2 separate regions of the Mus musculus genome follow, and region 1 is linked to region 2. Evidence: chromatin contacts called from public promoter capture Hi-C data. All regions are on one chromosome and are shown on one strand. The core of a region is the stretch at or near the end of the contact, and the rest is flanking DNA. Distances in the headings are between cores, read along the strand shown. Region 1 holds the start of A430035B10Rik (RIKEN cDNA A430035B10 gene). Region 2 overlaps Umad1 (UMAP1-MVP12 associated (UMA) domain containing 1).

Evidence for each region. Promoter capture Hi-C pulls out the DNA fragments that hold promoters and counts their contacts.
Region 1: a promoter capture Hi-C map of liver shows a contact between it and region 2, with 2.1 times the contacts expected there. The contact joins the promoter of A430035B10Rik here to the enhancer-like site in region 2. A contact is called at or near these places in 12 of 39 promoter capture datasets (the 3T3-L1 cell line, 3T3-L1-derived adipocytes, the C10 cell line and 6 more), 17 of 484 Hi-C or Micro-C datasets (B cells, the C10 cell line, the CH12 cell line and 12 more), 4 of 115 datasets of contacts at active chromatin or transcription factors (the 230-238 cell line, the SCID.adh cell line, bone marrow-derived macrophages and 1 more) and 4 of 9 other capture datasets (adipose tissue, liver, macrophages and 1 more).

The regions. Positions count from the first base shown.
Region 1 is chr6:8,507,776-8,510,475 of GRCm38.p6, forward strand. It overlaps A430035B10Rik (RIKEN cDNA A430035B10 gene), which reads right to left and starts at 1,386. Exons shown (of 2, transcript NR_040452.1): 1 at 1,204-1,386; 2 at 1-1,036. Glcci1 (glucocorticoid induced transcript 1) reads left to right here and starts at 1,825. Exons shown (of 8, transcript NM_133236.3): 1 at 1,825-2,544. The coding sequence starts at 2,112.
Region 2 is chr6:8,335,808-8,338,507 of GRCm38.p6, forward strand. All of the region lies in intron 2 of Umad1 (UMAP1-MVP12 associated (UMA) domain containing 1), which reads left to right. All of the region lies in intron 2 of Gm46952 (a long non-coding RNA gene), which reads right to left. Among named protein-coding and RNA genes, the nearest start is that of Gm46952, 8.4 kb to the right of the region's middle. Within about 2 kb of position 1,399, at least 39 of the 459 cell types and tissues checked have an H3K27ac peak or open chromatin away from gene starts, as enhancers often do. A contact at or near this core is called in 3T3-L1-derived adipocytes, the SCID.adh cell line, adipose tissue and 3 more, where this site is marked.

The sequences.
Region 1 (2,700 bases), core at 136-2,635, 170 kb after region 2:
GTCAAATTTTAAAGTTATTTTGTTCTATAGATAATTAAAGTATAATTTGTTCTAGAAAGTAAGAAAAGGGAGCTGCTAGTCATGTCTAAAAGCTCGTTTGGACATCTGTGAGCTACCATAAAGTCTCTTAATCAGAACACGCATCTTCTGCTTGGAGGTACTAAGGGCACAGGGCTTCTTCAGACGCCTGCCTGGGTCCCTCTGGCCTCAGCTTCCACTTAGCTGAGTGATCTCAGACAAGACAATTAGTGTCTTTGTGCCCCAGATAAAGCAGGGAGGATAATAACAGCACATACCTTGTGGATTATGTGAAGAACGAATGAGTTAACACATAATAATGTCCTTAGAACAGTGGCTAGCACGTGGTGAATGTTTAGTAAACATTAGCTATTATTTTTATATGTGATAAAGCATAGAACTATGACTAATATAGTAGGATATAGTACTAGATGCTATTTTTTGTATTTTGATTAGGCATCATCAATATTTTTTCTAAACAACAATTTACTGTGCTTCTTATTTTTTCTTATTTTTTTAAAAATTTTCATTTAATTTCATTTAATTTCTGTCTGACCACACAGGGAAGCAGAGAAAGGTGGCTCCTCTGAGTGAAACTGATCATTTAGTGCCTGGAATCAGGAAGCTTGCCAGTGTGGGCAGACACCAGGCAGACGCCAATCTGACACGCCACTTCTTTATTTTGTAAAATCTTATGTTTTTGTTTATCTCATGTGAATTAATAGGAGGTATCTGATGTAGAGCTTTAACTATTCCTGATTAGGGTTTTATATACTTTCTTATGCCCATCTAAAATCTTCGTACTTCTCATTTTCCTTGCAGAAGAATAACCCCCAGTGCCATCACACAGAGGAAATGACCACAATGAATTGTTACATTATGCCTGGTCTTTCTCCCAAGAGACCATCAGCTCCGGGGTAGTAAACTAGGTGCTCTCCATTAATAAATCTGATGATGCGATGCTGTAAATTTTCTTGTTGACGTGTACAATTCAGAATGTGATGTTCTCCACCCTACCCTGTAACGACAAACAGGTTGTAATGGCAGGTGCATTTTGTTCAATGTAGCATCCATACACTAATCCTGAAGTTGTTTTGATTCACAAGGCGACTAGGACACTTAAAGACATTTCTAAGATTAAAAGGGTTAAGGATCCTTCACTCAGCTTTAACTAAAACATCTCACCGGATGCAGGTGTATTTGCAAAATTAGTTTGGCTTCAGCGTCCTCAGCCCCAGGTTGTAGAGAGCACTGGAGGGTGGAATCCTTGTAACTTGCTTATCGCAGCGCGCGCGTGTCTTTGGGCGTCGGAGTCCGCGCAGGGCACGTATGGACCCACTTTTCTAACCTGACCCTCACCTCAAAGCCTGTCAACTCTTAAGTCCCTCCCTCCGCGCGAGGCCCGCCTCTCTCATCCACTTCCATGCTCCGCCCCCAGAGCGGAAACGTGGTACTGTAATTGGCCGAGTCTCCTCTCACTCCGACAATACAACCATTCCTTGGCATCCCGGAGTAGGGTGGCGCTGCCAATCACAGCGCTCGCAGCCGCAGGAGCCGGGTCCGGAACGCCCAGAGGCGGGGCCGGAGGCGGGGCGCCGACACAGGATTAGTTGCCATTCCGAGTGAGAAGCGGGTCGAGGTGGCGGCGGCAGCGGCGGCGGCGTTTGCGGTGGCGCGGGTTACGCGCAGCGCGAGGCGCCTCGAGGCCCCTTTCTCTCCTCCGAGGCTAAAGTCCCGGCGCTGCCCGTGGTCGCCGAGTCGTGTCGCGCGGGCGACCCCCCGCGAGGGCTGAGCAGCCGCGGGAAGCGGGCGAGTGCCCTGTCAGCGCGATGCCCGGGGCGGCGGCGGCGGCGGCCATGGGCTCGACGCGGGCTCTGCCGTGAGCGCCCCGCAGAGCGCCGCGGGGCGGTTGAGCCGTTGGACGTTGGCCGTCGCGGCGTCCCCTCCCCCTCGGCGGCGGGGTGCGCGTCGGAAGGGGAGCCCCGCGGCTCCGCCCCTCCCCGCCCCTCCCCCGTACACATCGCACGCACCGCGGCGCCGGCTCCCACACGCTCGCTCGCGCGCCCGCCCGCCCGCCCGCCCGCGGAGCCACCATGTCCACTGCGTCCTCCAGTTCCTCTCAGACCCCTCACTCCGCGCCGCAGAGGATGCGGCGCAGCACCGCGGGCTCCCCGCCCGCCGCTGCCGGGAGCGGGACGGGGCCGGCCGGGAGCTGCGCACCGGCTGCGGGAGCCGGTCGGCTGCTGCAGCCCATCCGCGCCACGGTGCCCTACCAGCTCCTGCGGGGCAGCCAGCACAGCCCCACGCGCCCGGCCGCCGCCGCCGCCACCGCCGCCGCCGCGCTCGGCAGTCTCTCCGGGCCCGGAGGGGCCCGCGGCCCCAGCCCGTCCAGCCCGACTCCACCGCCGGCCGCTGCCCCAGCCGAGCAGGCGCCTCGCGCCAAGGGCCGCCCGAGACGGTCCCCCGAGAGCCGGCGGAGGAGCAGCTCACCTGAGAGACGGAGTCCCGGCTCGCCCGTGTGCAGAGGTAGCGAGCCCAACCCTCCCGTCCTCCCGGGCTGCGTCTCCCCGACGGTGCCCTGCGTGGAAAACTTCAGCCTCTCCGGGCTTCTGTTTGCTAGTGCATTACCGAAGGTGTGAAAGTGGCTTTGGGAATCTCACCCCCCACCCTGAGGTCGCTGCA
Region 2 (2,700 bases), core at 149-2,648:
GATGAGGGTCTTAAAGCCCAAACCCACAGTGACACACCTACTCCAACAAGGCCACACCTGAGCCACTGCCTGGGCCAAACATATACAAACTGTCACAACATTTTCCCAATTCTGGAGCTCTGAGAAACTAAATGATTTGTCTGAAGCTGCTTTAATAAAGACAATTTTGCATACATTAGAACTTATCTACCCACCATCAGTCTTTGACAATGACCAGAGATAGGGTCTTGACAATGTACTAATGTGACACAATTTAATGTAGCTGTCTTTGGCAGTTAGAACTACAACATTTGATGGGAAATAGTAAAACTTCATTCAAATTGTAGTGATGCCCTATTTCTTGATTATAGTCTCTGTTTCTTATTTCATATTACACATTGGTACATATTTTTTCGTATTTAACATGTATGTCTATTCCTGTTTTGTGTCTGACTATGTTCTGGGTATTTATATTCATGAACTTATGAATTATCTTTGGTAACATTATGATGTAGGTGTTATATTACTATTGTACAAATAGAATTGCTGAGGTGCCAGTGGATTTAAGCATGGGATTATATTGGATCCAGGGTTTGTGCTATTAATTGCTTATAGCTTTAAGATTGTATAGAACTTGACAAAAGCAATAACCATTCCAATGCTGCTGCTGGGCATACAAATAGGAGAGTCTCAATGGAGATAGTAACTAGTATCAATAAAACATTCGTAAAGCAATAACCTCCATGGTATCTTGAAATTCTTTATATTAGAACCATAAGTTGAGTTGTAAAGAGAAACTGAAAACCAGCTTCATTTGTGTTTGGAGTCAGTTGAGACTGCTCCTCTACAGAGCTGTTTGATGCTGTGCAGGCTCCCCTGTGCGTAGCCGAGCAGAGTGAGCATAGCACCACACCACTGAACCACTGGCTACCTTAGTCTAGTCCGCTAAATACTCAACTCTGATGAATATTTCTCCCTTAATTATATGTGCCACTGCTTCTCATTTATAACTGTTTTTCTTATAAATGAGAGTGATATTTATGGGTGTGTGGGGCAAATAAAACTTTTAGAGTTGTTATGTTAAAATAGGCTGACATTTCCAAGTTTTCCAAACATTGGAGAGACAAACACTGTCTATGCCAATCAAAACAGTAGATTGGTGAAACTGAAACTAAAGAAGCTTCTGGGGTTAGAAATTTCAGTTCATTACGACTTCAATTTCTCTCCTTCTCAATTTTGGCAAAACTGAGTTAAAGCAATTCCAGTTTTGGTGGGGAAAGTCAGAAAAGTAAATGAGCATGGTAGCAATGCTTTCAGTAGTTGTGCTGAAGCCTGGAGTGGCGTTTTCCTGGGGTGGGGAGACCAGTTGCTGTGGGTTTGAGCTCAGGAGCATCTTGGACTGCTTTCTCACTGCTGCCTGCTGTAATCAAGGCGGGATGACCAGAAGCTGGTTTACAGGGAGGACCTGTAGCGCTGTGCTCCTGTCTCTGCCCATGGTTTTGCAAAGCTTGAAACATGTTGAGATGTGTAAACCACAATTAGCTAAGACCATACATTTGTTCCTACCCTGACCCTTTGCTCACATTTCCCTGCGTGGGATTGCTTTGAAGGGATTATCAGCATTTGTCACTTTGGCCAAAGGGACACTGAGTTGCAGACACAACTGCAGCTGTAGTTTGATAGACTTTTTGATGATTACAGATTCCTGATTGCACACATGTGACTGTTAAGTCCTTTCTAGCCTTCATGTTTACTTATTAAAGAATTGGCAGACTTCAGATAATGGAACATAAAACCAAATCAATAAAGATGAATTATGATATTTTTCTGACATCAAAAGGTATACTGTACAAAAAGATTGGATCATGCCAAGGGCACTAATTCAGGGGGAACAAGAGTTGAATTTTGAATGGGCGTAATAAACAGCCTTTATGGATTGCTTAAAAACTCTAGCTAATGGCCACTATTCAAAGAAATAAAGACTCTGGAGAATCTGAATTGTCACTGAGGTACTAAATGTTCTATAAATTGAAGAATGGCATTCTGTCATACTTATTTAGAATGACTCTGGCATGGCAGTTCTTTAGCATTAAGCTTTGTGAAACCCACTGGGGTGTGTATACTTTTATAAACAGAAATACTTCCTAGGTACTATCCTGTTTTGTTTTGTTTTTCCACCAAAGCACTGGATTTAGTTTTATTTTTTTATTTTTTTATTAGATATTTATTTACATTTCAAATGATATCTCCTTTCCTGGTTTCCCCTCCCAAAACCTTCTATCCCATCCCCCCTCCCCCTGCTCACCAACCCACCCACTCCCAGTTCCCTGTCCTGGGATTACCCTACACTGGGCCATCGAGCCTTCACAGGACCAAGGGACTCTCCTCCCATTGATGTCCAACAAGGCCATCCTCTGCTATATATACACCTGGAGCCATGCATCTCTCTATGTGTACTTTTTGGTCAGAGGTTTAGTCCCTGGGAGCTCTGGGGTTACTGGTTGGTTCATATTATTGTTCCTACTATGGTGCTGCAAACCCCTTCAGCTCCTTGGGTTCTTTCTCTCGATCCTCCATTGGGGACTTTATGCTCAGTCTAATGGATGGCTGTGAGCATCCACTTCTGTATTTGTCAGGCACTGGCAGAGCCTCTTATGAGATAGCTATATCAGGCTCCTGTCAGCAAGCACTTATTGGCATCCATAATAGTGTCTGATGACT